Linked DNA regions of Mus musculus: regions 2 and 3 are each linked to region 1. A link is a contact called in public promoter capture Hi-C data. All regions are on one chromosome and are shown on one strand. The core of a region is the stretch at or near the end of the contact, and the rest is flanking DNA. Distances in the headings are between cores, read along the strand shown. Region 1 holds the start of Pfas (phosphoribosylformylglycinamidine synthase (FGAR amidotransferase)). Region 2 holds the start of Rpain (RPA interacting protein). Region 3 holds the start of Usp43 (ubiquitin specific peptidase 43).

Region 1 (2,965 bases), core at 121-2,620:
TATATGCACACATACTCTCATATCCATATATGCCACATATAGTCTCATAGCCTTTCTATGTATATAGAGATGAAGTCTTTACTTTCAGAAGACAGAGCAATATAAATAAATTTACCAGCTTAATAAAGAAAGGAGCTGCTGGAGAGATGGCTCAGCTGTTAAGAGCACTGACTGCTCTTCCAGAGGTCCTGAGTTCAATTCCCAGCACTCACATGGTGGCTCACAATCGTCTGTTATGAGATTTGATGCTCTCTTCTGGTGTGTCTGAAGAGAACAACACTGTACTCACATAAAATAAATAAATCTTGAATAAATAAAAGGAACCTAAATTTCATTTCCAAAATCTATTTAAACATTGTCTCTTGTTTCTTGCTGTTGCAGGTCTTAGGCTGGCTGTATTGTATTGCATAGGGTCTTTTAAAAGGCTGTTTTGTGAAGGGGGCAGTGGTTGCCCAGGCCTGTAATCCCAGTCTTGAGTCTCGGTGAGTTGGAGGCCATCCTGGTCTACAGGGCTAGTTCTGGGGCAGCCAAAGCTACACAAAGAATTTTCTTTCTTTTGTTTGTTTTGTTTTAAAAAGGGTTTTGGGGTACTTTGCCTAGATTTTACATTAGTCTGAGAATCTCAGACTGTTACATTCTATTAAGGTCAAAGTAACAGAAGTTCTAAATTAAATGACCTTGGAAAACCAATTTATCTTGCATAAACAAAGAAGGCAGAAGGGAGAAAAATACAGAGAGCCAAAACAGTTTTACACGTTAACTTTTTAAATGTAATTTAGGCTAGTGTACTGGATGGTTTTGTGTGTCAACTTGACAACAAGTTAAGAGTCACCTCCAGCCGTAAGGCACTTTCAGTGATCAATAAAATAACATTTTCTCAAGTGATATTTCAAATTCGAGGCGTCTTCTCTTTTTTGAATTTTGTTTTGTCTTTTTTTTTTTTTTAAGATTTATTTATTGTTATATGTAAGTACACTGTAGCTGTCTTCAGACACACCAGAAGAGGGCATCAGATCTCATTGCGGATGGTTGTGAGCCACCATGTGGTTGCTTGAACTCAGGACCTTTGGAAGAGCAGTCAGTGCTCTTACCTGCTGAGCCCTCACCAGCCCCTGTTTTGTCTTTTTGACAGAGGGTTTCTCTGTACATCCTTGGCTGGCCTCGAACTTGCTATGTGGACCAGACTAGTCTAGAATTCAAAGATACTCCTGTCTGCTCTGGCCTCCCAGTGCTGGGATTACAGGCTTGGACTTCTAAAAGAGATTCAGGTTTGTCACTCAAACAGCCCCAACCCACCGCGGGGAGCCTTGGCACCGCCCACAGCCGGCCCGCGCGAATCGCTTCTCCGGCGGTGGCGCTCTCTGATGACGTACAACGAGCGCGCGCCAAGGACTCGTGGGTCTCTGGCGCAAACTGGCGGGCTTCAGGTGAGTACAACCTACGCGTCCTTCCCTGAGTTCGCTTCCTGATGCGGTTCCATTGCTCACACATTCAAACCGAATCCAGGCCGCGTCGTTTTCCCCATTAGGGCGGGTTGGGTCCATCTGGATCCACATGCCTTGGGTAGAGCATCTGTTGGAGCGCGTGTTCTGCAGGCACTCGGTGTAGGTGGACGACCAGACTGAAATAGCCTCATCTCATGGTCTCATTCATCCATCCCTGAAATAGCCTCATCTCATGGTCTCATTCATCCATCCATTCATTCATTCATTCATTCATCCAACCATTCATTCATCAGAAAAATGTGAAGACCACCTGCTTTGTATCAGGCACCATACTAGTCGTTGGGAATACAGTGCCGAAATAAAACCCGGTTCCGATATTTCTGAAACTTACATTTCGCTGGGAATGATAGACGAAATAACTGCAGAGGGCTGCAGATGTAGCTCAGGGTCCTGGGTTCGAGTCTTACAACCTCATAAATCAGGTGTTGTGAAGAACACGAGAAATTACAGCACTCGAGGTTTTGGGAGTAGAAGGACTAGAAATTACCCTCAGTTATATAGCTATTTAGAGGTCAGCCTGAGCTAAATGAGACCCTGGGTGTTTCTCTGTGTAACCCTGGATGTCCTGGCCAGCCTTTAACTCAGAGAGATTCACCTGCCTCTGCCTCCTGGGATTAAAGGCATGTGCCACCTTTGCTTTTTTTTTTTTTTTAAAGGAGGACTGTATGGAGGCAGGGAACTGAGGTGTGATGGGAATAAAGGGTCTGTTCATTTAACAACTCGTGTGGTTGGTTGGTTGATTTTGTTTTTTTGAAACGGTCTCATTTTACAGCCCTGATTGACTTGCAACTCTATGTAAATCCTGAAATCCTGAGATTCACCTTCCTTTGCTGGGATTCAGAGCCCGTACCACCATGCCTAGCAGAGGCAAGTGTTTATTCATTAAGCCACCTCACCAGTGTAGAAGTCATGGTCTTTTCACTGTCTGTGGCAAATAGGATGTGGTTGTGCAGTAGTGGAATCAGACCATTGAAGAATTCGGTGCAATTGGGTGTGGTGATGCATGCCCCTAGGTAGGCTCCACATTAGAAGGCAGTGGCAAGAAGACTGATTTCCAGACCAGCCTGGGCTATATGATAACCTGACCTTTTCCTCATAAAACAACAGCAACAGAGAAAACAATACGCTGATCAGTCCAAATGAATGATAGTGGTGCCGTGGACTCAGGAGGTGATAGACCTGAAAAGGCAAGAGATTTAATGTATGTGTGGAAGTAGAGTTGTTATATGGAGAGTGATTATATGGAGAGATTGAGGGAAAAGAGTAGTTAAGGTTGGCGTCAGTCTTACTTTTTCTAGTTCTGTGGATTGAACGTCAGGCCTTGCACGTGCTAGGCAAGTGCTTTGTCACTGAATCCTATGCCTGTGCAAACAGTTGCAACTGTTTGGATGGAGTAGTGTTCCCTATAATAGAGAAGAGCAGAGGCATAGCCAATCTGCCTGACTGGGGGCACCAGCCAT
Region 2 (2,965 bases), core at 301-2,800, 2.0 Mb before region 1:
AGGGCAGTATTGGTTAAGAAGAAAAACATCAATTCCACTAAAAAGAAAACCCTCCAATTAGTCAGTAAAAATATAAGAAAATTCAAGATGCAAAATTTCATAGCCTCAAGTCCTCCACACACAGATGGGTTACATTACACACATTCCTATATTTCATATTTTATCTTATAAGAAGACAGTTGGATACACAGGAACTGTATCCACAGACTAACTTCAGACATTTATATGGCTTCTAAATTCCTGGAATTGTACAAATGGCTATAGTAATGGTCTTCTTGTAAAATAGTACTTTACAACCCTGGTATGGGTTTTTAATTTTTTTTCCTGTGTCTATGTGTGTGCCTGTATGAGTTTATGTGCACCACACCAGTGCTGATGCACACCAGGGCCAGAAGATGGCAATAGACCACTTGGAACTGGAGTTACAGCCATCGGGTCTGCTACTGAAACATAAGGACTCTTGAGCCATCTCTCCACCCCCAACTCGGGACAGTTTTTGTTCCCAAGTGGTTGTCACAGCTCTGCTTGAAGAACTGCTACTGACTGGTGCCATTTAGTAGGTGGAGAGACCAAGGCTGCTGCATCTAAGTGTTCTACATTGTACAGAACCACCTCCCATAATAGAACGTTCTCCTTCGAAACGTCAGCACTCACTGTTGAGAAACACTACTCCACACAACATGTTCAGCATGAAGATTGTTTTTCTGGGTGGTTCTTCTGGAATACACCCACCCTTTTGAGACTGCTGAACAGGGAGATAAGCTGCTTCTTAGAAGGAACTACTTGAGTTCGGAAGAAGGCGGAGCTTAAGTTCAACTCTCCTAACCGTGTCTGATGTTCTTCAGGAGAGAAATAACTTCTATCTCACGTGACGTATACATACGGAGTGCTTCCCTCTGTAACCGAACGTTAGGTGGTGGTGTTGCTACTGCTGTCATGACTCTTAAAATATGAAACAAAGTCGAATCCTAGGATAGCATAACACCTACGCCGGCCAACAGCCCGGGCGGCGGCCGGGACCCAATCCTATAGCAAGAGATCCACCTCGCTGGCCAGGCACACCGGGCACCTGCTCCACAACCAGTGCTGAAGCGAGCACACCGAGGACAGAGGTCCTTGGGAAGATTAGGGAAGTGATGACAACCCAAACTTCACACTCACCTGCCTGAAAGTTTCTTTCCAGTGGGGCGAGCCCACCTGCTTGTACAACAAGCGGTGCGGAGACCCCGAGGACTCTGCCATCTCCTCCCTTAGCGGGAAACAGCGCCCAAATCACCGCCCCTTAGCCGCGCGCAAAGGATTCTGGAAGTTGTAGTCTCGGCGCAGTCTGTCTGTACTTCAGGCCGCCGGGCTTTCTTGGAATTGTATCTAGTTTCTATCCCCTCACAGTGACAGATTTAGGGGAATCCGAGGATAGATGAAGCAGTGACAGTTGAGAAGTAAACACCACCCGGGCTGAGGGAGGTGAATCTTGAGAGAAAGTTCTGGGTTTACCCAGAGGAAGTTGTCCAGTAGACAATCAGACACACATCTCTCATCCTTAACGCTACCCCCTCACTGGCCCAGCAGCAGCCCCAAAGCGATCCTTACACTCCACTCCGCCCCGCCCCGCCCCGCCCACCTTGGCTTCAACCCGCGGCCCTGTCTATCCTCTAGCGATTCTTTCTTATTGGGCCAACTTCTCGAGATTCCTACACTTTGATAGGCTGAAGCTGTGAAGTGCTGGCCGCGGATTGGCTACGCACAGCAGCGGGCTTCGTTTCCTCCCGCCCCTCAATCCTGAGCTGTTAGTTCAAGATGGCGGCTGCCGTGGGGCCCTTGGGCGATGGGGAGCTGTGGCAGAGCTGGCTTCCTAACCACGTCGTGTTCTTGCGGCTCCGCGAGGGCGTAAGAAACCAGAGTCCAGCCGAAGCGGAGAAGCCAGCGGCTTCGACTTCACCCTCGTGCCCGTCTCTGCCGCCGCATTTGCCGACGAGAAACCTGGTCTTCGGCCTCGGAGGGGAACTGTTTCTGTGGGACGCAGAAGGCAGCGCCTTCTTGGTGGTTCGCCTTCGAGGCCCCAGCGGTGGTGGCGTGGAGCCTCCTCTCTCCCAGTATCAGGTGCGCCGGTCCATCGTGAAAGCAATCAGCCTTTTGGTTCGTTGGCGGACCTGGGCTGGCGTCTTTTGGGAACGCCCCACTTCGAGTGGAATGACCCCGCTTTGTAGCTCAATCTGGTCTGGAATCACTATGTAGCCCAGGCTAGCCAGGAACTCCTGCCCCAGTCTCTGAGTGTTGAGATTACGGGTCTAAGTCATTTATAAACACCAAAACAGAGGCTAGGCCTGTGTGTGTGTCCAGCACCTGACATAAACCTAGAGCATGCACAAGCTCCGTAATATCTGTGATTTGCTTCGGTGGGGGTGGAGGGGTTTGTTGAGACAGGGTTAACAGCCCTGGTTGTTCTGGAACGCACTCTGTAGAGCAGGCTGACCTCATTAACAGAGATCTGGAGGATCCTGATCAGAGCTAGGATTAAGCCATGTGCTGCCACTGCCCAGTTCTACAACAGGCATTTAAAGACATGGGCCTACAGATTTAAAAGCAATTAGAAATATTATTATATTCAAAAGAAATCCTTATTTAAAAGGATTTTTGGCTTAGTATAATTCTCCATACTAAGGTAAATAATATATTGATGGTCTCATCATTATTTACGAATAATAAAAAGAAATTAGAAATCTAAAATGGTCATGAGAAAAGAAATAGGAAGTACCAGGGTGAGAGTATTTTTGAGGCTATATGATGCTATGACAAATTATTGAAACTCCCTTAAACTATCACTCTTTTATATTAAGTCCACGTAGATGAAGCAGTACTGCTTGCTGCAAGGCGCTTGAAGGTAATCTAGGGCCTTACCTGTGACCTTGGGTGACCTGGAGCTCAAACAGAGCCACCTGCACCTTATCTGGTGCTGGGAATAAAG
Region 3 (2,965 bases), core at 137-2,636, 1.1 Mb after region 1:
ACAACCTCCTAGCAAAACAAAAGCAACAGCCGCTCCCGAAACTGTTACCAAATGAAAACTCCCTGCTGGGGATCTTGACATGATCTCAAAGGTGAAATACCGGAGATGATTTATCAGAGTCTGCTATGACCACGGCACCTTCAGTACATCCGGGTCATGAAATGAACCTTATAAATTTATCAACTAGGTGGATGTCTTTCCCAGGAAGGTAAATGGTGGCTTTTTACACTTCAAGTCTCCACATTACAGTTTCTTCTTTATCCTTAACTTATGCAACTTTTTGGCACCAGGTAACTGCTGCAATTCTATGTGAAGATCGAGGAGGGATACTTAATAAATGATGAGCACTTATTATTAAATAGCAAGTCACATTTTTGGGTTCTGATGTAAGTCTGACTCCAGAAAGCTGCTGATCTCTTTTTGAGCTACAAACTGATGAGAAATTCATTTTGCAAGACCTTGCCTGATTAATTATAAACCTGACAGTTAAGGCATAAAAGGAGCAGAGGCCTCCAGGGTTACCCAGGGAATTAAGGGCGGGGCGAGGCCAAACTAATTCTGATTGGGTAAGGATACAGCCAGGCTTTAGCGTGGAGGAGCGAAGCAGCAACCGAGTAGGGGGCGCGCCTGAGAACCGGAAAACTTCCTGCCAAGCAAATACTGGGGTTGTAAAGAGCCTGAACTCTGCAGTGCACCCAGGGAGGGTCGAATTCCGGTTCCTCTCTTTTCACAGCCTCAACCTCGCTGAGCTCCCTTCACCAATGAAAACCAGGACGTTCAAGTCTCCCAAGTTTAAGGAAAATGAATGTAACCTATTGTGTTATTTAAAAAAACAAAACAAAACAGCAAGAAAAAGAAAACAAACTCCCAACCCACTAGCATTCCCACTCCCAGTTCAGGTCCTGGGGTGACCGGTGTAGGCAAAGGCTGCAAAGGAGGTGGCGCCACCTGACCGCATGCACCTGAGCCTGGGCTCCCCACCTGCACAGCTGCCAGCGCGCGCCTCTCGGGACACCTGGGCACGAACAGGGGCACCGCTCGCCGGTCAATTTTCTTAGTCTTCATCTGGCTTCCACGACCAGAAACTTAGCCAGAGCCAGGGCTTTGCTTCGCTGGGCGCTTCAGAAGGTTCCATCCCCGGGTTAGCTACGCTGTTTAGGGATGGGCGGGGAAGGCGAGCCGAGGTGAAAGGCCTGTTCCAAGGCGGGAAGGAAGGGCGGGGAAGTCCACTAGGCGGGCTCAGAGGGAGTGCATTCCCAGCTCCAGCCGCGGGGGCGGGAGCCCGGCGGCGGGCGCTGCCCTAGGGCCGGATTCCCGCGTGGGGCGTGGCGTGGCGGCCCCGCCCCTGGCTCCGCCCTCGCCCGGTGTCCGCACACCTGGCTCTCAGGTAGCCGGCGCCCGGCGCCTCCGGGAGGCGGTGAGGACCGGGAAGCTGCCGGCCCGCCTGGGGTCTCGGGGGCTGCGCTCCCGGACCACCGTGCGTGGCCAGCATGGATCCGGGCGTGGGGAACGCACTGGGAGAGGGGCCGCCCGCGCCCCGGCCCCGCCGCCGCCGTTCCCTTCGCCGCCTGCTTAACCGCTTCCTGCTAGCTCTGGGCAGCCGCTCCCGCTCGGGGGACTCGCCGCCCCGGCCCCCGGCCCAGCCCAGTCCCTACGATGGCGATGGAGAAGGGGGCTTTGCCTGCGCCCCGGGCCCGGCACCAGCCTCTGCCGGGAGTCCAGGGCCAGATCGTCCTCCGGGATCCCAACCCCAGATATCTTCGGGTGACGGGGCGCGTCCGCCCGGCGCTCAGGGCTTGAAGAACCATGGCAACACCTGTTTCATGAACGCGGTGGTGCAGTGTCTCAGCAACACCGACCTGCTGGCCGAGTTCCTAGCGCTGGGGCGCTACCGGGCGGCGCCGGGCCGCGCCGAGGTCACCGAGCAGCTGGCGGCGCTGGTGCGCGCGCTCTGGACGCGCGAATACACGCCCCAACTTTCCGCAGAGTTCAAGGTAGGCAGCGCCAGCCGCCCGCAGACTCCTCCGACCCTTCTGGTTTCGGCTCTTGAAAAGCGTGTGAACCATCAGCCAAGCCTGGTTCTTGGGCGGGGAGTAGGGGGTAGGTCTTCGGTAGACACTACTTAACCAGCCCAGCCTTGGGTTACCGCCTTTGTTTCGAGGTGACATGTTACATTATCATTTGCAAATGCTTTCTTTAGAAATTAGTTTCTTCCTGGTATTTTGGGCTGGGGTGGAGAAAGCTGGCAGCCTTAAGTGTGTCCAGCAGTTTTGTGGTTAAAAGCAGTTGTTGGAGTGGGACTTGCCGGCCAGGGTGAGTTAGAGCTTAGGATCTAGAAGGATGCAGCATGGGAAGCAGGTCCTTGAAGGCCAAGCTTTGGGAAGGAGGAGATAGAAGCGTGAGGAACAGAAAGCCGAGAAGGAACGGATCTAGGAATAATCCAGGTAGAGTGATCAATAAGTAGAAAGGGCAGAGGCCTGAAAGTGAAGCGTTTTGAAGGCAGGTGAAGGTCTTCAGATCGTGTATGACCTTGGACGCAGTGGCTTTGGATTATTTAAGTCCAGTGGGTGCTGAGAACCCGTGGGTCAGGTATTCTCAAAAGTAGGGAGAGGGAGTCGTTAAGAGTGCTATAGTAGAATGGTATCCTTTAATTTAATTCATACTAAGTCCTGACAGTATGTGAGCAGGAAGTGGCATTTGTTATCTGTAAGATTACAGTCCCCTTGCTGGGAATGCTTCGGGGTCATGAGAAGGCGTTAAAGTACAAATGTGGAGTCCCAGTCGGATGATGAAAGTGTTCCAGATAATTGATGCATAGGGTTTGCATCCTGCTGCAAAACCGCAGCTCTGGGCAGAAAGCTGAAGCACCCCCACGGACTAGTGATTGTTATTGAGGGTGAATATGACTGTCGGTGTTCATTCTGCAAACATACATGGTTCTTAAGTTTCAGCCTGAGAAAGCAGT

The links. Promoter capture Hi-C pulls out the DNA fragments that hold promoters and counts their contacts. Capture Hi-C pulls out chosen DNA fragments and counts their contacts.
Region 2: a contact with region 1 is called in a promoter capture Hi-C map of liver, with 2.4 times the contacts expected there. The contact joins the promoter of Rpain here to the promoter of Pfas in region 1. A contact is called at or near these places in 2 of 39 promoter capture datasets (erythroid cells and liver), 1 of 484 Hi-C or Micro-C datasets (B cells) and 1 of 9 other capture datasets (liver).
Region 3: a promoter capture Hi-C map of cranial neural crest shows a contact between it and region 1. The contact joins the promoter of Usp43 here to the promoter of Pfas in region 1. A contact is called at or near these places in 2 of 39 promoter capture datasets (cranial neural crest and frontonasal cranial neural crest).

What each region holds. Positions count from the first base shown.
Region 1 is chr11:69,006,865-69,009,829 of GRCm38.p6, reverse strand. Pfas (phosphoribosylformylglycinamidine synthase (FGAR amidotransferase)) reads left to right here and starts at 1,370. Exons shown (of 28, transcript NM_001159519.1): 1 at 1,370-1,427.
Region 2 is chr11:70,968,784-70,971,748 of GRCm38.p6, reverse strand. Rpain (RPA interacting protein) reads right to left here and starts at 1,550. Exons shown (of 7, transcript NM_027186.3): 1 at 1,162-1,550. The coding sequence starts at 1,242. Nup88 (nucleoporin 88) reads left to right here and starts at 1,776. Exons shown (of 17, transcript NM_172394.3): 1 at 1,776-2,100. The coding sequence starts at 1,798.
Region 3 is chr11:67,920,574-67,923,538 of GRCm38.p6, reverse strand. Usp43 (ubiquitin specific peptidase 43) reads left to right here and starts at 1,386. Exons shown (of 15, transcript NM_173754.4): 1 at 1,386-1,994. The coding sequence starts at 1,491.